Linked DNA regions of Sus scrofa: region 1 is linked to region 2. A link is a contact called in public Hi-C data. All regions are on one chromosome and are shown on one strand. The core of a region is the stretch at or near the end of the contact, and the rest is flanking DNA. Distances in the headings are between cores, read along the strand shown.

Evidence for each region. A called contact is a pair of places that touch in the nucleus more often than the background predicts.
Region 1: a Hi-C map of liver shows a contact between it and region 2, with 3 times the contacts expected there. The contact joins the enhancer-like site here to the promoter of CARMIL1 in region 2. A contact is called at or near these places in 5 of 47 Hi-C or Micro-C datasets (embryonic fibroblasts, fibroblasts, liver and 2 more) and 1 of 2 datasets of contacts at active chromatin or transcription factors (alveolar macrophages).

Annotation. Positions count from the first base shown.
Region 1 is chr7:20,099,145-20,105,827 of Sscrofa11.1, reverse strand. All of the region lies in intron 2 of CARMIL1 (F-actin-uncapping protein LRRC16A), which reads right to left. Among named protein-coding and RNA genes, the nearest start is that of CARMIL1, 66 kb to the right of the region's middle. Within about 2 kb of position 2,492, at least 4 of the 83 cell types and tissues checked have an H3K27ac peak or open chromatin away from gene starts, as enhancers often do. A contact at or near this core is called in liver, where this site is marked.
Region 2 is chr7:20,031,615-20,037,824 of Sscrofa11.1, reverse strand. CARMIL1 (F-actin-uncapping protein LRRC16A) reads right to left here and starts at 1,395. Exons shown (of 37, transcript XM_013977486.2): 1 at 981-1,395. The coding sequence starts at 1,380.

The sequences.
Region 1 (6,683 bases), core at 1,243-3,742, 67 kb before region 2:
ACAGAACTACCAATTCTTCCTAGTACCCTGCTTCCCATTCACGGTTTCTCTAGCAGTTAACGCCTACAGATGCTCCCCAGGGTTATACACCTTAATCTTCCATTAAGTTTAATAAGTTCCATAAGGCACAGTTTGAAGATGTGGAAAACTTAGCCTTACATTAAAAAAAAAAAAAAAAAAAAAAAAAACCAGAAAACCACAAAGTACCCCTGTGTGTACTGGACAACCAACAAAGGGAGAGACCAGGTCCCCAGGGCATGGTTTTGGTCTCTCCACCCATCCTCACTGGTCCAGTCCCCTGGGAACTCTTAGGAAATGATGTGAAGATGACTTTCTATTCTACCCACGACATATGCGGCCAGCTTCAGTAAAAATGCAAGGTGTCCACTACTTTCTAAAACAGAGGACCTGGGAGTTCCTGGCTAGCAGAAACCAACCTGATTAGCATCCATGAGGACGCAGGTTTGATCCCTGGCTTCGATCAATGGGTTGAGGATCCGGTGTCATGGTGAGCTGTGGTATAGGTCACAGATGCGGCTCAGATCCTGCGTTGCTGTGGCTGTGGTATAGGCCACCAAATCTGCGGTGCAGCTCTGATTCGATCCCTAGCCTGGGAACCTCCATATGCCAAGGATGCGGCCCTAAAAAGACAAAAACAAACAAACAAAAACAGAGTACCTGTCCGTGAGTGCACTGCTGAGCTTCAATAAATACTGAGCCTCGACAAAAAATACTGATCCACTTATGATTTTTAAAAATAAACAATGTTGCCATGAAAGGAACAAACAAAAAATCCATTTAGAAATGTTTTCTTGCAGATCCACCATCATATCACGTAAGCAAAAGGGTGCTGTCTTTCTGATTTGTGGGGCAGCCCTACGCCTAGCACACAGAAGTGATAAAACTAGGGGTTTTTTTTTTTTTCATACTACCAGGGGTAATTAAAACAAGAATAAATATCATGTATTGTACTAACAATACTTCCTCAATATTACACTGGGCATTTCACACGTGTCATTTTCCCTTAATTTTCACAAAATAGGGTGGGTCACCATTGTCCCTTTTTACAGGGTAGGGCTCTGCAGCTCAGGAGGTTAAATAATTGATCCAAGGGCAGAATAGAGAAGCTTCAATTCCAACTAGTACCTGTCCAACTTCCAAGTCCTGTGCTCTTAACCACTGTGCTACAGGGTCACACACAGGTGCAACTAAACAAGCAAGAATGCAACGTAATATCCAACTAAATGCACCAAATACACTGCAGTGAGCAGCAAAGTACACCTTTAATTAATGCCAAAAGTTATGAAAACAATTTGCCATCCCAGTCTGTCCACATTTGTTCTCTGAACTTGACTTTACCAAGGCCTGGAAAATATGCTGCTCACCTCTTTTTTTTTTTTTTTTTTGGTCTTTTTGTCTTTTCTAGGGCTGCGCCTGCGGCATATGGAAGTTCCCAGGCTGGGGTCCAATCATAACTGTAGCCACCGGCCACAGCCACAGCAACTCCGGATCCGAGCCAAGTCTGAGACCTACACCACAGCTCACAGCAACACTGGATCCTTAACCCACTGAGCAAGGGCAGGGATCGAACCCACAACCTCATGGTTCCTAGTCAGGTTCGTTAACCACTAAGCCATGATGGGAACTCCTGCTCACCCTTTTTCGCCGTCAAATACAGCAGAATCTAGAGCTGCTCCATTGAACAGAAACAGGAGTTGTGGCTGCAGGGGGTTTTTTTTTGGGGGGGGGGGGTCGTTTTAAGTCCACACCCAGAGCATCAATTCCCAGCCAGGGATTAAACCCCTGCCCTAGCTGCAGCAACACCAGATCCCTTAACCCACTGCGCCAGACGGGGTGGAACCCTCACCTCCACAGTGACCTGAGCCACTGCAGTCAGGTTCTTAACCCTCTTTGCCACAGTGGGAACTCCTGCAAGTTGACCGTTTCTTGCAGCCACATTTTTCAAAGTAAAAACAAAGAGGGAGGAAATTAACTATTTAACCAAACAATCCAAAATAGTTATCCTTCAAACATGTAATCCATAGAAAAATCATTACCGAGACATTTCACCTTCTTTCTTTCATAGTCTGAAATCCAGTATGTATTTTACATTCACAGAACAACTCAGTTCAAACTGTCACATGCCAAGGGCTTGGCAGCTCCATATCAACTCAGCCACAGAGCTGGGCCACACAGACACACACCCTGAGAGTGACACATACGTGCAAAACCCCTTCACCCATTAGCCTCATGTTTCTCTGATGACCGGAAGAGAGAACTCTCTCTTGCATCTGTATGTATACGTGCCTGGGATGAGGTTACAGGGACCCCACCCAGACACTGCCTGAAATTCCACCACTGCCACTTCCACTCCGGTCTTTAAACGCTGTGCTTCAAGCTGTTCTAACAAAAATACTCCTGAGCAGAACTCTGTGCTGATAGCATCAGCAAACCTTAGGTCACCCAAAGGGAAGGAACTGACAGTGTGTCCAGGAGGAGGAGACAGAAGACAAAATGAGATAAGCAACTTTCAGCATGCCTAAGCTCTGGTACCACCACAAAGTCCCTCTCTCAAATTCCCTTTGTCCTCAGCAACTTGGAGGAGTTACTGAAATAACTCCTGGTCAAGAATAACTTACGTCAAGAAACACGGAAAGAAAACTGCTTACTAGAGGCGTTTCCGTTGAGGCCCAGCAGTCATGAACTCGACTAGTATCTGTAAGGATTCAAGTTCGATCCCTGGCCTTGCTCACTGGGTTAAGGATCTGGCGTTGCCATGAGCTGCGGTGTAGGTCACAGACACAGGCTCAGATCTGGTGTTGCTGGGGCTGTTGCGGAGGCTGGCAGCTAAAGCTCTAATTCAACCCCTAGCCTGGGAACTTGGTGCAATCCTAAAAAGAAAATAAATAAAATTTTTAAGGAAAACTACTAGAGCGTCCCCAGTTTCCAACCTAAGGCCAACACTGCCCACAGGGTCCCACAAATGGAATGCAGGGACCAGCTGAGCCCATTCTCGGCTGAGGGGAACCCTAGATTCCAGGCCAGGAGACCACGGTGGGAGGGGTGGGGGTGGGTAGCATTGCCTGGTCACCTGACCTCTCAGGAGAAGTCACAAAGTTGGATTTTCATGTTTATCACCTGAGTGTTCCCTCATTGCAACTCCTACAATATTTCAGATAAGCATGTACGGCTAAACAGAAAGTGGCTGCCAACCAGATTTTGAGGGAGGTGGGCAGTGCCCGTTTGCAAACTCAGGTATTTTCAGACACAAGTGAAGATGCACGTAGGCGCACTCAGCATTTATGCTGCACCACATTTCTGCCACCATCTTTGCTCCCTCCAGAGGTGCCAAAACCATACGCTTCAAGCTCTAAGGCCAAGAGCAGCACGGAAAGCAAGAAAGGACAGGCGAAGTGCAACACTCGTCTCCTGGGGCACCTTCACCTATAGCATGATGGGCTGGTTTAGTCCAGTGCAGTGTCAGGAGGGGCAAGATCTGAAATCAGCTGGAATCCACGTGCTCATAAAGAAGGGATGGCCACCTCTCAGGGCCACACAATTGTCCCAGTCAGTGAACAGACCCAGGGCAGCAGGAGCTACCAGTTTCTTAAAAAGACGCCAAAACTACAGATTTTTCTGGAAGACCTCCTAATCATTAAATGTTGGCAACTAATTCAAATCACATTCCAACGTCGCATGAGCCAAATTCAGCTCAAAGGAACACTCTGAGTTCCCCTATGGTGCCACAGATTAAGGATCTGGTGTTGTCACTGCAGTGGCTCGGGTTGCTGCTCTGGCTCAAGTTCAGTTGCTGGCCTGGGAACTTCCACATACCTCGGGCACAGACCAAAAGGAAAAAAAAAAAAAAAAAAATCACAGGACCAGCCCTCATCACCCCCAAATCAGGACATCTCCCGAGAGCCACCCAGCCCCTTAAACCTCTAATTCTCACAGCGCCCCTACAGCATTAACTTTGACCTACTTCCTGTACCCTGGGCTGGATCCTGGAATTAAAGGACATTAGTAGAAAAACTGATAAAAATCTAATTGAAGTCAGTAGTTAAGATAACAGTATTGTACCAATGTTAATTTCTTGGCTTTGATAAATTGACTACCTTTAAGTTGTAAAGTTAGAGAAAGCTGCCGAAAGGTACGTGGGAACTCTGATCTACTTTGGTTACTTTTCCGTAAGTCTAAAATAACTTTCAAATAAAATGTTCTTTAAAAAAAAAAAAAAAGGAGTTCCCATCGTGGCGCAGTGGTTAACGAATCCGACTAGGAACCATGAGGTTGCGGGTTCGGTCCCTGCCCTTGCTCAGTGGGTTAACGATCCGGCGTTGCCGTGAGCTGTGGTGTAGGTTGCAGATGCGGCTCAGATCCCGCGTTGCTGTGGCTCTGGCGTAGGCAGGTGGCTACAGCTCCGATTCAACCCCTAGCCTGGGAACCTCCATATGCCGCGCGAGCAGCCCAAGAAATAGAAAAAAGACAAAAAAAAAAAAACAAAAAACCAAGATGACTATTAATTATGGGAAAAATGAAAAGTTGGTGAGAAAAAACAAAAAAAAAACTCGCAGTTCCCATTGTTGCTCAGTGGTTGGGAACCCATCTAGTATCTATGAGGAAGCGGGTTCGATCCCTGGCCTCACTCAGTGGGTGGGGGATCCAGCATTGCCACGAGCTGTGCTGTAGGTCGAAGATGCGGCTCAGATTCTTCGTTGCTGTGGGCGTGGTGTAGGTCGGCAGCTGTAGTTCCGATTCAACTCCTGGGAACTTCCATATGCTGCAGAGGTGGCCCCAAAAAGCAAAACACAAAATTCATAGAACTGTACCCTACTCAAAATGTTAATTTCATAGCATGTTAATTTCTAAAATGTAATGTTTTAGAAAACTTGCTCGTAAACAAAAACACAAATTGCCTTGAATCTTCACTCTGTGATAGACTGGGCGAATCCAGAATGTACCAGAACAGGTCCTGTCCTTTGCTTTATAATGTATATATATGCAATAACCAGTGAGGCACGGGATCAATGAACTTTTACTAAGACAGCAAATGGCTGCATTTCGGTAGCTATGATTAATTGGACTTGAACTGAGAAAGGTGCCAAGTACTCAACAGCTTTTTGGTCTTAGAATACAAATTAACTTATAACCGGAGGACTAGAGACATTCTTATCCAAACAAGAGAGGCAGAACTGAAGTAATAAATGCAAAAGCTTTGGCATGGAATAATGCAAACTGCACAAGAAAAGGCACCGATCAGTGCCTCTTGCAAATGAGATTACTAACCTACATAACGTACAGTCTATTCAAATCGGCCAGCGTTTGAAACAGCGTGTTAGGTTACAACACCCTTACATCATCACATTTCCAACCACCCCCTTTCCATCTTTTTTGTTTTTGCAAGAAGGCGGGATACACACATAAATAAGCCAGTGTATTTCCAAATGTATAGAGAGAGCTGAACCATGAATGCGACTCACTGGAATGATCCTGTATAAAAAGCTGGAGGAACTCTTCTCATTTGCATTCTGTCTGCCTTTCCTATTATTATGGTCTTAAATCAACGTGACATATATAGTAAATATACTTAATGGAAAACATGAAATAAAATAATTAGTTTTATGAGTGCTTTGTGGCAAACAGATTTATAGTAACTTGAAGCCACAAGAATGCCCAGAGCAAGAAATAGTCATTCTTGTTTAACAAATATTTATGAGGCGCTATCATAAAGCAACCTATGCGTTTCAGCCTTGAGGGGTAAAAAAAAAAAAAAAAAAAAGGAATAAAGACCTCTGGTTCTGTGGAACTTCTATTCTAGCAGGAGGGAGGAGACAAGGAGTGAATCAGTAAATAAAATACAGCCTGTTTGATTACGCTAAATGTTAAGGAATAATGAAGTAGAGGAAGGGGACAGAAAGGAGCAGAGGGGTGTTGAAAGTTAAGAAGGATGCTCAGGAAAGCCCTCACTGGACAAGTGCCACTTGAGGAAAGACGTGAGGTAGCCGTGGCCGCATGGAAATAAAATGGGGTTCTCGCAAACGCAAAAGCTCTGAGGTGGAAGCAGGTGTTTCAAGGAGGCAAAGGATGAAGGGGAGAAAGTCATGGGGGAAAGTGAGCAGTGGAGTCAGAGTGACAGGTGCCTGGATCGCGAGTAGCTTTCAGGTCACAGGAATGACTTTGGTTTTCCTCTGAGAGAGATGGCAAGAGGAGGGGACACGATCTAAGCATGTCTAATAACCAACTAAAGGGGATCAGGCCGGAAGCAGAGAGGCCAGTGAGAAGGACATCCCATTAATCCCAGTGAAAAATTACGGTGGTCTGCTCCAGGGTGATAGCAGTCAGGTGATAAGAAACGGATTCTGAAAATATTTTGAAGGCAGAGCCTATTGGATTTGCTGATGGGATGTGAGAGGAAAGATAATTCAAGAGTGACTCCCAATGTTTTGACCTAAGTTCACTGAGATGGAAAGACGGGCCGAGCAGGGTGGGGGTGGGGAGCAGACTGGAGATATGGGAAGACGTAGGATTTCCTTTTTGGACAATTATGTTGTTTATTGTTGCTGTCGTTTTAAATTCAAGTGGTAGCTTTTTATTCCAATATTCTGGAATCTACAATCCAAGAACAAACTGACAGGATATAGCCTCAAAATCCACTTAGCAAAGGCATTATCAGCAATAGGTTT
Region 2 (6,210 bases), core at 146-2,645:
GCGCAGTAAAGGATTCTGCTCGCTTCCAGAACTCCCCAGACCCAGCAGCCCGCCCCCTTCTTCCGCCAGCCTAGACCCCCCCCACCCCCGAAGGTTGCGGCGGGAGGAGGCGCCGGGGGGCTCCGAGCCGACCCGCGGAGTGCGCTCGCGGGGCTCCCCATTCCTCCCCACGCCGGCCCTCTCCGGACTCGGCTTTTCCGGCGGTTGGATGGGAGCAAACTTCCCGGCGCCCCCCAGCGACCCTGTCCGACTCCACTCGGACCCCAGGGGCGCCGGGACTCGGCAGGACGTGCGGGAAGGCAGAGGTGGGAAGGGAGGTGGAGGTGATGGGGGCGCAGCGGCAAAAGGAAAATCAACAACCGCGCGACTCTTACCTATCAACTCCCCGGGCACCTCGGAGCTCTCCTCGGTCATGGTGGCCCTCTAGGTGCGGGGGGTGCTGCAGATCCAACTCTGATTTACGGCCCCCCGCCCTCCCCCCGAGCCCCTCAATTTCTTAGAGGCAAATGCAGCGTGCAAATAGGAATAAGCAAGAAAGCGGGGGCGGAGATAGAATTCTGCCGCGTCCCCAAGCCCCACAAAAAAAAAAAAAAAAAAAAAAGAGTTACAAAATCCAAGGTGGGTTTACGGTTGCTGCTACATGACGCCTCCTTGCAGTTCCCGGCGGCGGAACGGAGACCCCAGCTGGATTGGGAGCGGGCGCGGGGCCGCTGCGGCGCTGGCTCGGGCTCCCGGCTCGTGGCTCCCGGCTGGCGGCGGCACTGCTCCGGCCACTGGCAGCTCCCGCCCGGTCCCGGCGCCGCACCTACGGCCCTAGGTGAAAGCGGAAGGCGTGGGGAGAGGCGGGGAGAGCGGCGCGGGGCGGGGGACCAGGGTTTCCTCGCGCTCCTGCCGGGCTCCGGCGAGGCGGGGGCAGCTCCGGCGCTCCTCCTCCTTCTTTTCCTCCTCCTCCTTCTCCTCCTCCTGCGTTTCCTCCTCACCTCGCGAGACCCGACCTCCGCCAGCGTCCCAGGCCGGCCTCCGGCGCCCGGGCACACGTTCCCCGGCGCGGGGCGCACAGCCCGGAGGCACGCGGCGCCGGCCTGTGGCGGCGGGCACGGCGCCCCTCCTAGCAGCCTCCCTCCCGAACCGCCGAAGCCTGGTGCATGGAGAGGGGGCGAAGGAGAGGCGAGAAGCCCTGGAGCCATCTGCTGGCTGCTGGGGAGGACAGCGGGGTGGGCCTGGGCTTCCCGATCCCGCATCCCCGCGGGCCGAGGGCGCCAGGGGTTGGGAAGCTGCAGACCCGCGCAGATTCCGCAGACCCATCTGCAGGGAAACCGCCTCTTTCTGGGACCCCTCTACGCCCTTTCCTTTTTCAGCCCTCCTGTGACATGTTGGCATTTCCTCAACGTTATTAATTTTCCATTTCGGGGAGCGGGAGCTAGACGAACCCTGTAAACACTAACCATATGGTGAGAAAACACTTTTTGTGTGTGCTCCGCGGGCGCGCCGCCGCCGGTTGCCATCTCAGACATTCCAAATGGGAGAGCGCCCGGAAAATGCCTTTCACTCGCTGCGGAACCTCTTTTAACCCCGGGGCATAATGGGGCAGCTGAGCGTTATTCTCAAACCCCGGAATAAGCCTGCTGATAGGTCTGATCCTGCCCGGCCCAGCTCCCTCCAGCTTTCCCTGGGCCCCACCCCCGGAGGAACAACTTAAGGGCAGGAATCACTGGAGCGCCGCAATTGCTGCCTTACTGCCTGACGGCTGGGAATGCCTGTGGAATCTGGTTGTTTTTACAGGACAGAAGGAGAGGAGAGAGAAAAGCAAAGGGCATCCCTACGCTTTGATTGATAATCTAGTTTTAAACACTGCCGTCGACCTTGGATCCCCAAGAATAATCTTCAGCCTCTCAGCAAGGTGTTCCCAATGAAGCATTTACCTATCTGGTCCCTCCCCACCCTTCTAACCTCTCCCACTCCGCATGCTTAACAACCGGGCACTCCAAAACTGTTTTGCCATTTGCTTTTCTCTTCCTTTTAAGATTATCTGATTCTTATCTGTGTTTTTGATTCCAGCCCAATGTGTACCTTCTTTGGAGAAGATTCTCCAGAGTTTTTCAGATGACTATGATCCCTTTATTCAAAACCACTAGAGTCTATTGCCTGTAACACTGCTTTCTAAGCTCAGCCACACAGCGCCTTGTTTAATTACTCGTATATTTCTCTAGTTTTACTATTCAACACTTGCATCGCTCCCTGAGTTTGGGTTTGTCTGCCCAACTAGACCCTAGGTGATTTATTTTTATTTTTTAATAACCGCACCTACTGGCATATGGAAGTTCCCCGGCCAGGAATTGATTCCGAGAAGCAGCTGCGACCTACCCTGAAGCTGTGGCAGAGCCAGATCCTTTAACCCACTGCTCCAGGGCCTGATCCATCTGCCGCCTTGCGTGGGGTGGGGTGGAATGGCGCCTCAGCAGACAGATTCTTAACCACCTTGGGAACTCTGTGTCACTGTGGGAACTCTGACTGGAGGCCATTTAAGGGATGTTATCTCAGATTTTTGAACCTCCTCAGCAAACTTGTGCCAAATATATGTTCAATAAAGATTTGTTAACTGATTGGTCTTAGAGCTTTGGACCTCAGACTCCCTACTATTTCTCAAATGTTGGCAGTTTATTTAAGCTAGCTATGTCCTTTAGGCACTAAGTATCTTTTTTTCTGCAATAAATAGAAACTAACATCTCAAAACTATCTTCCATTCAACAGTGTGTTGTTAAAAAGGTTTTTTTCTGGCACATACCAATGAAGTTTCAGAAATAGCCCTGAAGCTTTCACACCATGTAATAACTGATGAAAGTAAAAACAAAACTATTTTCCCCCACTGGCCTGGGGTGGTTGGACGAATAAAGGACAGGCTGCATCACATTCCTGTAATTAATTCAGTGCTCCTTGGCACCTTTCAAAGGAAACTGGGGTTTCCATAAAGAATCAGGTTTTTTCACTGGAGCAGGATCCTGATTGAGTCCTATACCTCTGAAGGCATGGATTCACATGAATCGCCTATCTTAATAATCAAAAAGGACTGAATGATTTTGGAGATGAAAATCATTTGCTCTTGGGTGCAAAACGCAAATATGTTTGAGAATATCAAGCAGAGAACTCCAAGAAGCACCGTTTCTTTTTTTTTTTTTTTTTTTTCTTTTTAGCTATTTCTTGGGCCGCTCCCGCGGCATATGGAGGTTCCCAGGCTAGGGGTCCAATTGGAGCTGTAGCCACCGGCCTACGCCAGGGCAGAGCCACAGCAACGCGGGATCCGAGCCGCGTCTGCAACCTGCACCACAGCTCATGGCTGTTAACCCACTGAGCAAGGGCAGGGACTGAACACGCAACCTCATGGTTGCTAGTCGGATTCATTAACCACTGCGCCACGACAGGAACTCCAGAAGCACCATTTCTAATGCTATAAAAACCAACAAGTAGTAATTATCCCTTCAAGGCCAGGGGGGTCAGTTTAGAGAATACATTTCAAAGTCTGAAACTTGGGGATTGAAATCCACCCACCCCGATAACACTGGGAATTTTCTTCAGCATCCCTGCCGTCCAACTTCTATACCTTTAAGTTTATCCCTGTCATCATGGTCTTAATTAAGAGAGTGATTAAACCACTACCTGAAACTGATGGCAGCTATAAAATGTGATTACCTATAGCTTCATCTAAGTAAATGCATGTATGTGGTTGTGTTTAAGCATCACAATGAGCACTAGTACAATGAAAGCTATTAGAAAGGAGAGAAAACTGGCTTTTCAGAGAATCCCTACTGTACCTGAACGTTTAGAATGTTAAACACTGTTGCAATAAATTTAACACATACGTAGTAACAAAACTGTTTTGGAAAATTATACATGGCCTTTTATTTTTTAGTTTCGAGATATACGTTGATGTCTCTATAGTATATTTTGTACTGCCTAATGGTGAAAAAAAATATGAATTTAAAAAGCTGCTGAAAATACTTAATGTCTATAATGGTCCAACATACTATCATGAGAATCATATCATATAATGATCCAACCCATGGAGACAAAACAAAAAAGTTCATTAAAAACATCAGCAAGCTCGGAGTTCCCATCGTGGCTCAGCAGTAATGAACCCAACTAGTATCCTTGAGAACATGGGTTCCATCCCTAGCCTCGCTCAGTGGGTTAAGGATCCAGCATTGCCTTGAGCTCTGGTGTAGACCGAAGACATGTCTTGGATCCTGCATTGCTGTGGCTGTGGTGTAGGTCGCCAACTCCCATTTTCCCCCTACCCTGGGAACCTTCATATGCCTCAGGTGCAGCCCAAAAAAGCCAAAAAAAAAAAAAAAAATCAGCAAGCCAACAAAAAATTCCATCATTTACCTAAATCAATTTCTAATCTCGCTTTCTACATTGAGAAGTGGTTTTAAAAGTGGAAGATGTTCAGGTATGTGGGAGCCAATGATATTTCCACTCTCCAAATAGTGATTCACAGACTACCTCCCCACCCTTAGTAACTGCTATTTGTTAGGGGCCTTCAGGAGGTATGTGGAATCTGAAAAAAAAAAAAAGAGAGAGAGAGATACAAATGAACTTATTTACAAAACAGAAAGAGACTCACAGAGTTTGAGAGCAAACTTATGATTACCGAAGGGGAGAACGTGGAGGGATGGACTGGGGTTTGGGGACTGGCATATATACACTGTGGTATATGGACTGGATGGACCTGCTGAATCGCACAGGGGAATCTATTCGATATTGTGTGATAACCAGATATATGTATAATATATAACTGAATCACTTTGCTGTAGAGCAGACATTCACACAACATTGTAAATCAACTATACTTAAATAAAATTTAGTAAAAGAAATACTCAGCTTAGGAGTTCCATCGTCACTCAGCAGAAATGAATCTGACTAGTATCCATGAGGATGCAGGTTCCACCCCTGGCCTTGCTCAGTGGGTTAAGGATCAGGCATTGTGGTGAGCTGTGGCCAAGGCCAACAACTGCAGCTCCCATTTGACCCCTAGCCTGGGAACGCAAGCCTAAAAAGACAGACAGACAGACAGACAGACAGAAAGAACTCAGCTTATAAACACCTCTAGTTTATCTCTGATTAAAGGAAAATAAGAAATAAATGTCTATTAGATAATATTCCTTCAAAATATTTACAAATGATATCATATGAGATTTGCTTGAAAAAAATAATCCATGGGAGGGGAATGTGTTTGTGGCCTAGGGTGGGGGACTGAGTAGGGTTGTAGATGAAACAAGAGTGACCTTGTATTGATTTTTGTTCTAACTGGATAATGGGGTACATGGGACTTCACTGCTCTCACTTTTATGTATGTTTGAGATTTTTAATCATCATCTTCAGAGCAAATCTGTGACAGATATGACCAAGAGAGAAGAAAACCAACTCAATTATTAATTCTGAAAATAATGATTTGAGGGCACCTCAATCAGAGCTCACAGTACAATGGTTTTCCACATTCAGAACACTTGAGCCCTTCAATAGACACCATACTGCTTTGATTCAAAGGAGCAATTTTTTTCATTTCTTTGGTAAGGAAATCAGAGTGCATCTTATAATTGTTGTAGACAATTATGTTTCTCACATTCCACCCCCAACACAAATACTAAACCTGCTATTGAATCCCTGGGGCATCTAACCATTGACTTCTGACAAGTGAGGAAATAAGGGTTTGGTATATTTAAGCTACCCAGTGACCCATTGGGTTAGAAGTATAACTACTATATCTTTATTACAACAGGACAGAAGTTCAGATTCATAGACTGACTTGCTCAAAGCTGCATAGCTCTTAAGAGTCAAAGGTTGAACCAACTCGATTTGAGATCTCCAGGTCAAGGTTCATTTTTCTACACCACTTCATCAGCCCCTTGGTCTGTGCTTTGTGGAAAGTGTAAAGATGGCCATGGTTGGGCCTCACCCACCCACAAGATTATTAAGGTGATCTTTGATTGTCCTGCAACTAGTCCAGTGCTAGCCAATAGGTGGTGAGCTAGTTAAATCTAGTTGAATAATTTCAGAAAATAACATGCAAAATGTGCTAGGTGGGTGCCAGATGATATTTTCAATAAGTGCTATAGAAATTCATAGAGGTAGAGTTCCCATGGGACTCAGTGGATTAGAACCTGAGGTGGTCTCCTTGAAGATGTGATTCAATCCCTGGCCTCACTCCAGTGG